Linked DNA regions of Zea mays: region 1 is linked to region 2. A link is a contact called in public Hi-C data. All regions are on one chromosome and are shown on one strand. The core of a region is the stretch at or near the end of the contact, and the rest is flanking DNA. Distances in the headings are between cores, read along the strand shown.

Evidence for each region. Hi-C and Micro-C count contacts between places; a contact is called where the count stands out from the background.
Region 1: a Hi-C map of endosperm shows a contact between it and region 2, with 2.5 times the contacts expected there. The contact joins the promoter of LOC100285713 here to the promoter of LOC103651364 in region 2. A contact is called at or near these places in 4 of 25 Hi-C or Micro-C datasets (ear, endosperm, leaf and 1 more).

What each region holds. Positions count from the first base shown.
Region 1 is chr3:215,300,699-215,303,641 of Zm-B73-REFERENCE-NAM-5.0, forward strand. It overlaps LOC100285713 (ATP binding protein), which reads left to right and starts at 1,591. Exons shown (of 17, transcript NM_001158604.2): 1 at 1,591-1,940.
Region 2 is chr3:215,146,964-215,149,957 of Zm-B73-REFERENCE-NAM-5.0, forward strand. It overlaps LOC103651364 (protein MALE DISCOVERER 1), which reads right to left and starts at 1,421. Exons shown (of 13, transcript XM_008676981.4): 1 at 1,125-1,421; 2 at 2-280. The coding sequence starts at 98. It overlaps LOC103651365 (histone acetyltransferase HAC1-like), which reads left to right and starts at 2,851. Exons shown (of 1, transcript NM_001320145.1): 1 at 2,851-2,994. The coding sequence starts at 2,866.

The DNA of each region.
Region 1 (2,943 bases), core at 341-2,840, 150 kb after region 2:
CCATTTTTGATTGTGTCCCTAACTGGATTTCTTTCTTGGTTTGTGTTGAACCTTATGCACTTGTAATAGATTATATCTGGACAAACTAGTTAGTCCATGTGGTTTGTGTTGTACGTCAACCACCAAAATCGATTATAGGAAATGATTAAGTCCATTTCCCTTTCACAACTGATGGCAGGAGGAAACAGTCTAGGTACAAGGGTTGTTTTGAGGATGGTAGGGGCAACAAGGGCAGATACCAATGTCCTATTTGTCATGGATATGGCCATCACCAGTACACTTGCAAGAATGGTGACTTAAGTGATATAGCTGCTATGCTTGTTGATAGGTACAAACTGTATTAACAAGGTTTTACTATGGACTTGAAACTTACTTTGTTCTTACTATTGATGTCTAATGTGCCATGCTTGTAGGGGTTCACCAAAGAAGAAGAAGCAGGCAATTGAAACTTCAATTGAAATGAGCATTGTTCCTGTTCCTGCACCAAGAATGGTTTTCCCTAACATTGGAGTTCAGCTTTCTGTAGGGCAAAATAGGATGAAGAATAGGAAGGGCAAATCAACTTTTAGTTCAGGAGCTCCTAGTTCTATGCCGTCTACTGTTTCCATAAGGTTTCTCATTTATAAAATCTTTTGTTTGTCTTATTATGAGTACTATACCATCCAATGCTGACTCATAAGCTCTTTCTTGTCCTAGCATATGTGAACAAGGTTCTAACCACCTAAAACTGGCCCCTTTGAATATTTTGAGGCCATTTGATGAAGTGCCAGTGGAGGGAGGAGTCATATATCAATCATGGCCTGAACCTAAGAAGGAGGGAACACAGAAGCCAAAATCACCAGATGTCTGTGGCACTCCAGCTATGTGCACAAGAAGCAAGACCAATTACACCTCTAGTCCTGCCATGGGAACTAGGAGCAAAAAAAGCTCAATGTCTGATGTGCTACACATTGGAGCTCTAAAAACTGGAGATGTGCTAGCTCTTTTGTTTAAAACTGCGATGTGCTAGCTCTTTTGTAATGTGTTTATGGCCTGAATGGCTCAAAACTTTGTGATTTGTTTATGACCCGCATGGTGTTTGGTCGTCTGTGCTTATGGCCTAAAAACTGTGTGGTGTTTGGGCTGTAAGGCCCTTTTGTAATAGCCAAACTGGTGTGGTCTAGATAGCTCAAAATTGAAACTGATATTATGAATTGCATGTCATATCAATGTGTAACTGATGTGTTATGGCAAGTGTGTTATGGCAAGTAGTGGCACGTAAGGACACTGGACTTTTACATCTCATGGAATAATCTGAGGGCAAAATCGTACCATGGCCGTCCAGTTTGCATCCGTTATAAAGAAAATAGACGATAGTGGCGCTTAAGAATAAAAAAATTGTTTTCTAATGGCACTAAAGCAGTGACAAAATTTTGAGTGGTTCGTCTGCAATTCAGATCTTTTATAATGGCTTCAAAGTAATTGTCTCATCAGATACTCTCATACTCCGCATATACTTAGAAGAGATGGGCCCCACAAGGCATAGAGCGAGAGACGACCCACCGAGCCATGGCCCCACGGTTTCCTGGTTTCCTCCGCCTCACTGGTCCTCCCCTCTCCTCTCCCCCCTTCCCTCGCTCCAGCGAGTACCGACGCCTCCCACAGCTGGAGACCGTACTTTACTGGCACTGGCAGTAATCTTCCCACCCGCCTCGGCGCCTCCTCCCTCTCTCCCAACATCGCCCGCTCTCTCCTCGCTGTTCTCCGCTGTCATCTCCCCCGGAGAAGCGTGGCTCCTGTAGCCGGCCTCCTACCTGCCCCTCCTCCGCGCGCCGAGCACCAGACGACGCGACACGGCCGAGCACGGTCGCTGCTTCCGCGGCGGCGCCGCTCCACTCTCGTGCTGCAGCTAGCGGAACAGAGATCCGTGGGGACATGAACAGGGTTTCTCCTCTCTGTTGGTGAGTGATCCTGGGTCCTGGCTTGTTTGGCGTGTTGCCCTGTTTTTCTGGGAGTAGGTTCCGGTCTCAATTCGGATCCAAATCTCTCATTCTCTTGGTTCGTAGGTCGTGAATTTGCGTGCTGCGCTATTAGTCTCCTATCGATCCCACTCATGGTTTGGTTAGCATCTTCGTCCCCTCCAGCTTGGGAGATTGAAATTAGTTGACACCGCAGTAGGAGATAGGACTTTTCGTTCTGTATATCATATCCAAACAGTCAAGGTGCTGCTGCAGTTTGGTTCACATAATTTTTGTGTGTTTAATTAACTTCCGCGCGCTTGGCGCAGGTCCGCGCCGATTCTGCCCATTTTGGCCGGAAATAGCTTCCGAAGCGAAGTTGCTGATGTACCTCTAGTGTTTTACTCCACTGCGTCGTAGTTTAAGGACTTGCGGACTGTATTGGGGTTAATGTATATTGTGTGGATGGGCTGAGTCACCGTGAGACTTTTGTTTGTTTGTTTGTTGGAGGTTTTACTGCGGTGCTCAATTGACGTGGACATCAGGCTCGATCTAGATCACAGAATACACGGTGTTATGATTTATGAACCAATTGCCCACGTTCCACAGATAGTCCCCAGTCATAGATGCCTTTAATTGACTACGTGTCTTGACAAAATGAACAGTACCCAGTTCTCTTGAAATGCACTAGGAATCTATGATGATAGTGAAACTGGACAGAGTTGTAGAAGATACTATCTGGATGCAAATCTACTATTCCTGCAGCAGACTTTACACTGGAATTTTGTTGTGAGCAAAGGAAAGAGGCCCCTGGAAAGTTTCATGTGATTACATTTCAAGTTGGTTGCCTTTTTAGGGTCTAATCAACATCAGTGTGCACATCAGCTGACAAAGAAAGGGTGTGATCCACATCCACTTCTAATACTTGCTTGCTGGCCAATGTAGATCACTAAATAGGCGCAAGTCAGTGATAAAAAGTTCCCCTCTCTCCTAGGAGCGTTTATGT
Region 2 (2,994 bases), core at 171-2,670:
CCTTCAAGGTTGACCGCCGAGCAGCCATCCACGCTAAGATGAAGCGCCAGCACGACGAGCGCCAACGACGACGAGATGAAGCCATCCATCCTCCGCATGCTTCCCCGTCCCGCAGGCGCGCGATGGTCGAAACGACGGCAAGGTGCCGTCACATGATCCTCTTCGCGAGCCTCTTGAGCAGCCTGGAATGCATGGTCAGGCGCGTGGGGCAGGCATTGCGGCCGCTGCAGGGACCACGCGAGCTCCACCCAGGCACTGCAGCCTCACACCCGCTCCGCGCCTGCGTGCAAGAGGAAACAGACGGGAACAGCTCAGAGAGTCAGAGGCGCCAGAGAAAAGGGCGATGGGGAGCAGAGGAAACTTGCAATCACCATAAAGCAACACAAACAGCTCTAGCGCCTTTTTGTTTTGCCTGGCGATCACGCGATTCGAATCGAGAAACTGAAAAGAGGATTCGTAGGACAGAGCGAGGGGTGCTTACACGGCAGCGGGTGAGGGAACGGAGGAGAAGGAGATGGGGAAGAGAGAGGACGGGCGGGAGGGGGAGGGAAACAGCGGTCGTCCGCTGTTGGAGGAACGCGTAGTCGTAGACTCGTAGTAGACAGAGACTAAACCAACAACGCTAGGCGCGAGGCGACACGACGAAGCCAAAAACACACACACACTCTTTTTTTTTTTTAAGCGACAGACGTGAATGGAATTCTTCCCCCGCCACCTGTAGGAGTAGGACGATTCCACGCCAGGATTAGAGAAGCAGGCTTTAAAAACTGGATAATACACCACCATCACATATGGCAATAGAATATGGCCCGCACCGCATTGACATTGTTCCGCCGCCCCCATTGCTGCCAATCGCGGCCGGACATCGCAGCGACGCCAAAATGCTGTGCTTCAGAAGGGGGAAAAGAAATTTGTGCAAAGGGGAAGAGGACAGTTAAACCAGGTTAACGATCCCAAACAGGTTGCAGCTACTTTTATGAAAAATAAAAAAAAATCGAAGAGCTTGTTAAGGGAAGAGGCAACAAATCGGAGCTGGGTTTCCGCGACGAGCTGATAGGAAATGCGATCGACCGACGCCGATGGCCTTGCAGACTCGCGGAGGCGCTGCAGAGATGGGTTCTTACCCGTGGTTCGGGGCGCCGCGGCCTGGCGGCCGGCGGCTGGATGCGTGGATCCCTTAGTCGCTCGGAGCTCCTCGCCAGCTTGCGATCCGTCGTGGCGGGGACGGTGGCCGGCTACCGGCGGCGACCCGAGGCGGAGAACGGCAGGCGCGCGCGCCTCGCGAGTCTCGACTCGCGATTCGCGGCTGGTTCAGGACTTTCGTTTGCGTCGGATTGTACCCGGAATCATTCCGGCTAATCAAAGTTTATATAAATTAGAGAAGCAATCCGGCCGGGAATTATTCCGACTCACCAATCCGACCCAAACAAACAAGGCCTCAAGAGACGTGCGGTGGGGCCTGCGCCGGCCAGGTGGGGACGCGCAAACGAGAGGAGTTTCTAGTGTGCGTTTTCGTGCTTAGAGCAACTTCACCCGAAAGAACTTCTTAAATTGATGATTTAGAGAAATAGTAGTAAATCTGCTTTCCAACAGCTCCTGAAATAAACTTAATAAATCTACTAGGTGTATATCCGTGCTTTGCTACGGAGTCAACATATAATAATAAGATATATTGGGATACAGAAACACTATTTATCGTTTCTATGCTCTCGTTATTAAAATATTAGTGCATAACGATTACTTGGAGATAAGAAACACATAATTTATTATTCACCTCAATATCTCACATTATTTGACGAGAATAGATAAGTCATAACCATATACATTGAAATCTGATCATTCACCATGTTTGCAGAAGCATGTGAATTAGGCTACATCAGCAAACCTAATTTATACTGACAACAGTCTATATGTATAAACAACATAGTCATCTCAGGTTAATTCATCGTCCTAGCTACCTAGAAAAAATATTCAGCAACCTAGAGTCTTTGCGCCAATCAATTGAACAGGCATCTAAGCAAAAAGCTCTCGAGTCTAGAAAACTTGCTCAACAAAGTGTGCCTCAGACAATCATGAACGGGATAAAAGGTGATAGAATGGATGTTGACCCAATGTCAGTTGAAGCATTTGATGATCAACCATCTGTTCCAAAACGCTTGAAGACGCATCATCCATCACCTAGTGGCCTAGAGAATGATATGTCTGTAGTCTCCAATTATCATGTAAACTCAGGCTTTGCATTGCAGGAAACACAGCCTGAGCAGCTTGACCACAATAACAAGACATCATATCTGAAACGAGAGGTTGATGCAAAGGCTGACATGCGAGCTCCTCAAAAGCCCATAAAAATTAGTTATGGTATTGATGGAAATCTGTCTGCATCAAGGTGTAATGTGATTCCTGGTGTTCCCAGTGAGATTAATTCTCATATCAAGCAAGAAAACTTGTCGGTTGACAAAGAGACAAGTGAAACCGCCCTTGAGGTTAAGAATGAAACAAATGGTCCAACTGATGCGACTGTGTCTAAATCAGGAAAACCAAATGTGAATGTTGGCAACATCAAATTTGTGCTTTATTTAATGGAAGAAGGAACGATGGAGGACAAGCTGAATATTCTTGCCCCAATTGCTATGTTGAGGAGGTCAAATGTGGGCTACGCAAACCTTTACCACAGAGTGCTGTTATTGGGGCAAAATATTTGCCGAGAACTGTTCTTAGTGATCATATAGAAGATTGGCTATTTAAACGACTTAAGCAGAGGCCCGTGCAGCTGCTGCTGGCAAAAATATTGATGAGATTCCTTGAGCGGAAGAACATCAACTTGACGACAGGGAGAGGCACCCAAGTAATAATAGAGACACACATATGCTCCATCCGGTTGATATTTTTGGGGTGCCCAAAGATACCAAAGATAGAGATGACATATTGGAAAGTGAGTTCTTTGACACCAGACAGGCATTCCTTAGTCTTTGCCAAGGAAATCATTATCAGTAT